Regions from separate parts of the Triticum aestivum genome. Here all the other regions are linked to region 1. A link is a contact called in public Hi-C data. All regions are on one chromosome and are shown on one strand. The core of a region is the stretch at or near the end of the contact, and the rest is flanking DNA. Distances in the headings are between cores, read along the strand shown.

Region 1 (2,700 bases), core at 111-2,610:
TACCCACGATCGACGGTAAGAAAAAGAAGAAACACCATTGGTTGGTTAGATAATAAAACCAAGCATAGTCTACGCCTACATCCATCGACACCACATCGAAGCTTACCCGAGGACCTTCTCTCAAACCCATCCAAGGAGTGACTTTATCTTTGCTTGATAATTCGGCTGCAACCGGGCCGGGCCCATCCACCGCCAACCACCACGACATCGGAAGTCACTGGAGCCTCCATCTCGGCTCATCGTCTCCTCTATCAATCTCTCGCTGCACCATCGGGACATCATCGGAAGGCAGAACATCGTTGGGAGGGAGCCGCACCGTCGAGATTGACGGCCCGTCGCCATTGTAGCAGCACCGATGACAGTGACAACATACGAATCGTGTGAGAGCAATGATGGTTAGATATGGATCGCCTCTCGGGTACCCCTTCCGAGCGACATAGGGATCAACTGGATTAGAGGAGAAAGCAGAGGCAGTGGCGGGATTGAGCCGCGACATCAGTGGTCAGGGTTGGGATAACTTTTCTTTCGTATCATTGTCTTGTTTTATGTGGCGGATTACACTTTTAGTGGGATTTTTTTTAAGATCTAAAGACGATAATGAGCAAGAATATAACAGATGCGCTCTTTTATTGCGGCTTTACAGAAATTTGGGCCTTTTGACCTACCTTGAGTTGAATAGTAGAATACAACGAGAATGAGTGCCATCCACGTAGAAGCCATGATCTTTTGTATTTGCAATCATAAAAGCGCGACTATGTATAAGCTTATTTTGTTAATTTTAGTAAAAGACATGACAATCTGCACATAATCTCCGGTCATCTAAAATGTGTGATTCTTGTGAAATTGTTGGAGGACAAAACTAGATTAAGCTTCAGGTTCAATCATGCATATCCCGTTAATGCAAATTAATGGTGGAGACGACATTCACGTCGATAGCGATGTACCTGCGGTGAATCCAGCAATCTTGAGTCTCTTTTGTTCATGCAGTGAGTGCGTGCGTGTGCGTCGTGTCTAAGTTATACTCTCTCGTTAACGTTCAAACGGATATATCTAGACGCACTTCATCAATCATCAAAACAGAAAAAAAACCTTGCTGATTCCTTGACTCGGGTGCGCCTAACAATTTGCTTCCTTTAAAGACGGCAACTAGCCTCGTTGCGCAAATCCCAGCATCATCTACCTTTTCACTGCCAGCACCCCTAAAGTTCTCAGAAATTACGTCTCTGAAAGTAGCGAAACCGAAGCAGTCCGGCGTCCGCACGAGCAGGGACTCCAGGCTTAATTTTTCAACAACCCACCTACGTATCTGCAAAAGAAACCTATAAATTTATCGTAAAACCACACCCCCCGCTTAAATCCCCGGAGAATCAATCACACAGAGCTCCTCCAAAAAGAACTCTTGTTCCCATCGCATCTCGGCGGCTCCCTCCCCCCCTCCTCGCCCCGATCTAACTCGCCGGCGGCCATGTCGCAGCCGGCTGCCGCCGCCGTCGCGGCGCAGCCGCAGGGGCAGGCCCCGGCTGGGCGGCAGGGAGGCGGCCTGGGCCAGAGCCTCGCCGGCATCGTGCGGATGGCCGTGTTCTGGTACTTCGCGTCCAAGTTCTTCGGCCCCAAGCGCGCCCCCACGGAGCCGGGCTTGCTCATGTCCAACCTCTTTCAGAAGGGAGAGCCAATGGTGAGAACGCCCCCACACACCCCAGAAACTTCGATTTTGGGTGGAGGAGGCGTGTTGTTAGGTTTCTATGGCGGTTTTAGAGCGGTTTATTATTGGGGTCAGTAAAGGCGGGGGGCTCCGCGCTCATGCAGTGCTGTTGGGTTCTGCTTGCTCCGGGGTGAAAATTGTGCAGCGATCTCATCAGTTTTTTTACTGTGATCTCGAACTTTTCTTTTTCTTAATAATATCAGAGGGTGTATTTGTGCTGATTATTATAATTGGGGGAGCTGATTTAGTCGGTTTTATGCGAAGACACCTGTTGTTTGTGTGCCTGTTGGAGGCTGTCGAACAAGTAGGCCACGTTTGTTCTAAAACAAGCAGATCACGGAGATAGTGGTGCTCCACAGCATTGCGGTTTGATGTACTGTGAAAAGAAAGGCATGCATGTTAGTTGGATGTTTTATGATCTCCTCTCAGGAGGCCAAGGGCGTTCTTAGTTGTTCGGAACTACTAGTAGAGTATGCAAGGAAAAAGAAAAGATACACCAAGGATCTCAACAATTTTGGATTATGCGGTGTAGCTGGTTCACTGTTGAGTGAGTTGTGAAGATGATTGATGTTTAAACACTTTTTCTGTTGTTCTTTGAAATGTTTGTCCACGATGAAGCTTAGGATGTCATAGTATGCAATGTACCGTGTGTCCGTAATGAAGCTGAAAACATCACACTATGCATGGATAACGTTTCTTTATGGGTTTTTCATGTAGACTTTGGTGAGGTTGTCTGAACTAGGTATTCCTCGAGATAAAGCCAACTGTACAATTTATTTGGTAGATTGTCACTTTTTTTTATTTTGGGTGGGAAGTTATTTTTTGGTGTTTATGCGGTGCACACCGACCTTGTAACTTGTTGTATCATATTGCTCCAAATATTTGATCGAGGAGGTGTAAATCCATTTTTTTGTCAAATCGACGATTCAGTGGCATGTGGTAATGTCTTATACAGGTCTACATATTAAGATAATTGAATATTACAAATGTTGCTATGT
Region 2 (2,700 bases), core at 105-2,604, 260 kb after region 1:
GTTTCGGTGCCGTCGCATAGCAGCCGGTCCGTTCCGCGTACCAAGAAGCGCGTGTGTGTGTTTCCGCCCGTGAGATAATGCCTGAATATTTCATATCGTGCGCGTTAGGTGCCCACAGCCCACTCACACTTCTCTATACTGTTTGTTTATTAGTATCAGTACGTACGAGTACGGATCGATTTCAGACCGGCCAGTTACCACTTATTACCACACGGTTCAGTTCTATGTACTAGTAGTATTAGTTTAGGATCATCGTTTTCTAACAAGCCTAGATTTGGTACCTCTTACCTGTACTTCTGTTTTGAAGGGAGTCACTGGAGCAAGGCATGTGATGGTCGAATCTATGCCCTGTGATCTCTGCTCTGCACACTGCACTGCTCTGCTCTGCTAGCTAGGGTATGCAAAAGCAGGGGAGCTTTCCAGCAGCAGATTTGGCGCTGCCGTCTTTTTGAACAGCACGCCAAGAATCAGGAGGCATATCTATCTATCTATCTTGGCATATGGGGAGCTAGTATTCCTACATAAGCCATCTATATTGTGGCTTGCTAATTACTAGCATGCAACTTGTGGTGCAAAATCTGTCAAATATATCTCCGTTCCGAATCATTGATCACATCGTTCATAATAGGCATCCGATCTGCCGCATGTACGAATGTACTGTCCCGTTGCACGATCTAGATGGTCCTCCATCCATCGACATTCCTGGTACGTGCTGGGAGTACAGAGTACTACGTAGCTAGGGTACCTGCCTCAGCTCTCCCGAGAGAGAACCAATACCTGCACGGGTGTCGGGTGCACCGTGTCACTGTCTGCGCCAGAAACGAGGACAGGTAAACACATCAATTCCACTATATTTAGGGGGCCATCAAGTAGTTATCCTGCCGTGTGGCTGTGGTTTTAGCTGTCGCACAAGCTCCTCACTGATAGGTCATCCAGAAAAAAAAACAAAAAATAACTCACCAATATAGATAAAGCAGTATATCTCAGTCAAAACTTGGGTCAGGAAACAACTTCCCTCTATCTGAACGTCTCTGCCTCAGTCAATCCGCAACACAAAAACAACAATAAATTGTTGACCTGGAAGCTGACCGCTGGTCGAGATTTCCAGCAAAGCAGAACAAGGAACACACATCGTACATGGACCTGCCCAACGATTAGAGCAAGTCAATCCATATCCATATCCATACGCCATCTGATGCATGTGTGTGCACGCGCCTTTTGGCCCTCCCAACTCAGCAGCAGCTCCTCACACTCACACGATCGCGGGCGGCACTGCACACCTGCACTGCGCTGCCACTATGGAGCGATACCGACCCCGAAATTCCGACGTGAAAGGGAAGGCCACTAGCTCAACGCCCCTTTCGGCATTCGTTGATTCACAACTCGCAAGAGAGAGCAGAGTCATGGCCGTGCTGTGCCCCGCCGCCTATAAATAATGCCCCGACCACCAACATGGCATTTACCTACGCAGCACAGCAGCAGCAGAGCAGAGCTTCGCCATTCAGCTAGAGTGGTGCTACCTACCTAACCCGGTTGACCCCTAGAAAGCATGGACGTTGAGAGCTCCGCGGCGCATGAGGTCTCCGTCGACTGGCGGGGCCGCCCCTGCGAGCCGGGCCGGCACGGCGGCATGCGCGCCGCCGTCTTCGTCCTAGGTACGTCGTGCTCCTACTTATACATCAAGTTGGCTTGTTATACGGAGGAGCGATGGAGCAATGTCCATCCAATCCATGGCGCGCGCGCGCGTGCTGACTGGTGAGGCTGATGTGCAGGCATCCAGGCGTTCGAGATCATGGCGATCGCGGCGGTGGGGAACAACCTCATCACGTACGTGTTCGGGGAGATGCACTTCCCGCTGTCGGAGGCGGCCAACGTGGTGACCAACTTCGTGGGCACCATCTTCCTCCTCTCCCTCCTCGGCGGCTTCCTCTCCGACTCCTACCTCGGCTGCTTCTGGACCATGCTCACCTTCGGCTTCGTCGAGCTATCGGTACTACTCCTGCTTCACTACCGCATATGCGTAATCTCTCTATCAATCTATGCTCACCAATGGGTGGCCTGCGCGTGTTTCATTCAAGTTCAAGACAAGAAGATGAGGAAGATGGAACGTGTGAGGGTGTTTTTCCTTTGCGACCGACCGATTGACTGTTGTTTTCACGTAAAGGGAGATGAACTTGGATGGGCCTGATAAAAAAAGGCTCCAATCACCATGCATGGACCCGGTTTTGGGACCAGGTTGAATTCAACGCACGCAGCATGACTCGTAATTAGGAGTAGTTTTTGTTTTCTGAAAGCAAAGCGAGTACAACTACACACACACGCCAGTGGGAATTTGTTTGTTGTTGTTGTTGGGGCTTGCCTGAAAACAACATGTCCAAACAAAGTTGTGCTAGTGTTACTTGCCTACTTTACTTGGCACTCTCACAATCCCAGTCATTTTTTTCTTTTACCTTAAAAAACCCCATTAATGGAAATATGGAATCGAATAAAAAAATATTTTCATTAAGAATATTTTTTTAAAGAAGGAAAGCCCCGGCCTCTGCATTAGAATGATGTATGGAGCCATTTTCATTAAGAATATAATCGGAAATACTAGTACTGTTTTGCAATGGATTTTTATTGGTAGGTGTTTTCTTTTCATCTGTCCTCAGGGCTTCATACTACTGTCAGTGCAAGCACACCTTCCGCAGCTGAAGCCGC
Region 3 (2,729 bases), core at 106-2,605, 510 kb before region 1:
AGGACGCTGGGTAGTGGGTCCCCTTTGTTTTACTTCCTTCAACCAATCGAGAAATCCACCAATTTCCACCTAAAACGTGGGCAAAGATGTCAACTCACTTCATCTAATACAACCATATAATAAAACATTCAAAAGTGGCAAATCTTGGAACACAAACATATCACTAACAGTAATAATTAAGTTCAAGAACAACATGGTCCACACCATTTTTTCATTTTCATAACAAGGTTTTGTTGAAACTGATATGTTCTCGCATTAAACCTTATAAGTACCAATGAGTCTTTCCATTAGTTACAGAAAAAAGTTACAATAGAAATGATTGGACCTTTGACTTGAACGTCCGACAGTAAGCCCTGTGATTTTATAAGTTCCAAATAGACCTATGATTATGCACGTTTTCTTGTAGTAACTGTTTAAGGCAACTGTCACACTGCACAATACAAACCAGTGTCCTGTTTAAAATAAGCCTTGAGGTTATTTTCTTTGTCACAGTTGCTACTAATGATTGTTTCCACCACTTTATTGATTAACAATTGCTGGAAACAATCATTAAGTCATAAATGAAACAATGATTTACTCTTTATGATGCCTTCCAAGTCGTTCTTCATCAATTTAGAGCCATCCTCTTTCACAACATTCACTACGAGTAGCGCCGGAGACAAATATTAAGCTACTATGCACTTCTTCTTTTTTACCGAATCCACTTTTCTGACAGTCCAACCCTCTTTGGCTTCCCCCAAATACTAAGCCCTTACAAATTTAACAGCGATCCAATAGAAATTTGCACAGATTTGATAGCACAGGGAATCCACCACGCAAGCTCCAGCCGCCCACGGCTTAAGCTTTCCCCGTGGTCTCTACTCACTATTCAGATAGACCGGTAGGCGCACGTACGTACCTCTGCAGAAGGGTGTTATTTGGGGGCGTTGACCCACAGCTCACGGAACCACGGCGTGGAGGGGGCCGGTGAGAAGGGCAGACCGGAGGGACGGGGGGAGACGCTGCTCTTGGCTTCACAAGTCCGGGCTGCAGCGTTCCTTCCGAAATCCATAAACTGCGGCGGCGGCGGGCGGAGGATTCCGGAGAGCGAACTCGGGGGAATCTTTCTTTTTCTCTCTTCTTCTTCTGTCCGCGAGGTCGCGAAGGGGGACAAACTCGTGGTGAAGGTCGTTATTATATAGGGTAGGTGACGTGAGGTGTCCTCTTTCCGATTCGGACGGTGGAGGTAAAAAGCGCGTGCCATGGCAAGGAAAGTTCGGGCTGGACTCGGTGCGCGTTTCCGTTCCCGGCAAGTATAGTTGACTCCTCAAACGCGGTTGGGCCTGGGTCTTCTGGGCCGTGGCGGGCTGGGAATGAAGCGTGCGTATGCGGTTATATTTTTTTTCTTCCATTAGCCACCTGATGATGATGTATCTGCAGATCAGCAGAAAGAGCTTTGCATTGTCAAAGAGAATGGGTGCAGTGGACCTGACCCCACACGTCAACTGCACTACTACAGAGGATCTCGACCTGGTGCAGTACATATGCAAAATCTTCATCAATCTTGTTTTCCTGAATTAGAAGAAAGCACCGAGAAGGTGCGCGGTGCGGGTCTTACGGACTGGCTCAATAAAATTTAAAAAAAAACGAAAAAGAAAAGAAAAAAGAAAGGCATAACGAAATTTATGAGGTCCTAAGAACGCAACTGAAAAGGAAGAACTGTACAGCTACCCAAAGATGAGAAATTTTTTTGGTGTAAACTCTGAAAAGGAAGAACTGTACGCAATTGATGATGCAAGCAAGTCAGGGGGGCAAGCGTGAATCTTTCACCAATTTTATGCACGAAAATATCAGCACAAGCAGGAAGGCGAGCTACTGACCCAAGATATCTTCGATCAACACCAAGCGAGCCGAACGAGAGCTCTCACCCTCACTCCTGCTACTTGTGGTGTTTCATCGGCCTCGCTGGCGCTGTTAACAGACCTCCAATCAGATTTCCCCCAAAAGATAACATTGCTGAAATTCCTAATGCCAGTGGATCGGCAACTGTCACCAAGACTTCAAGAGTAGTGAACCTGTCATCAAGGAGTTAAGTTTATTAGTTCCAACTTCTTTCAGGAGTCGCATTGGGCTCATTTCCTTGATCAATCAGTCTCGGACTCTTGTTCTAAAGGCAAGAGTCGTGCCAGACAGCCAGAAAGTCCATGCTGATACAACTTTATGAAGAAAACAATTCCATTGCCCTCTATGATCGCCATGATAGTTTTACTAGTTTAGCAGAGGAGGATCGTCGGAAAGGTAAATCTTAAGGCATACATGCAGGATTTAGGTACAGATATTAAGGATATGATTACAGCAGCCCATATGAACGAATAAGAATGCGATCTTGCAAGTCAGCATGCAGATCAAAACACACAATAAGTTTCCCTCTGAAGATAAAATTAATCAGCAGGCACCCTTATTTTATAATTCAGTGTCATAATAAAATATTAACAAGATAATGAGATGTCAGAAACAAACAACATTGTTGTGATGTAAGGCATGAACAAAATGAGATGTGGCTGAACCTTGGTTGGTACTTGGTAGAAAGCCGAAGAGAGTTCCAATGTAGATGGCACATGATATATTTTGCTGCTTGCTTCAACTCCAAGATGCATGCTGTGGCGCGGAGCCATGTTACTTATTTGTCTCAACTCTGTCAATAGGATGAATTTGTTAGCATAAGCATAAGAAGAAATGGATACAAAGTT

The links. Hi-C and Micro-C count contacts between places; a contact is called where the count stands out from the background.
Region 2: a contact with region 1 is called in a Hi-C map of leaf, with 6 times the contacts expected there. The contact joins the promoter of LOC123189289 here to the promoter of LOC123189291 in region 1. A contact is called at or near these places in 2 of 5 Hi-C or Micro-C datasets (both in leaf).
Region 3: a contact with region 1 is called in a Hi-C map of leaf, with 5 times the contacts expected there. The contact joins the promoter of LOC123189294 here to the promoter of LOC123189291 in region 1. A contact is called at or near these places in 2 of 5 Hi-C or Micro-C datasets (both in leaf).

What each region holds. Positions count from the first base shown.
Region 1 is chr2A:536,206,748-536,209,447 of IWGSC CS RefSeq v2.1, reverse strand. LOC123189291 (CLPTM1-like membrane protein cnrB) reads left to right here and starts at 1,360. Exons shown (of 12, transcript XM_044601679.1): 1 at 1,360-1,675. The coding sequence starts at 1,466.
Region 2 is chr2A:535,947,830-535,950,529 of IWGSC CS RefSeq v2.1, reverse strand. It overlaps LOC123189289 (protein NRT1/ PTR FAMILY 4.3), which reads left to right and starts at 1,354. Exons shown (of 5, transcript XM_044601677.1): 1 at 1,354-1,655; 2 at 1,773-1,990; 3 at 2,652-2,700. The coding sequence starts at 1,550.
Region 3 is chr2A:536,714,969-536,717,697 of IWGSC CS RefSeq v2.1, reverse strand. It overlaps LOC123189294, which reads right to left and starts at 1,355. Exons shown (of 4, transcript XM_044601683.1): 1 at 899-1,355; 2 at 1-69. LOC123189293 (putative pentatricopeptide repeat-containing protein At5g08490) reads right to left here. Exons shown (of 3, transcript XM_044601682.1): 2 at 2,547-2,674; 3 at 1,860-2,054.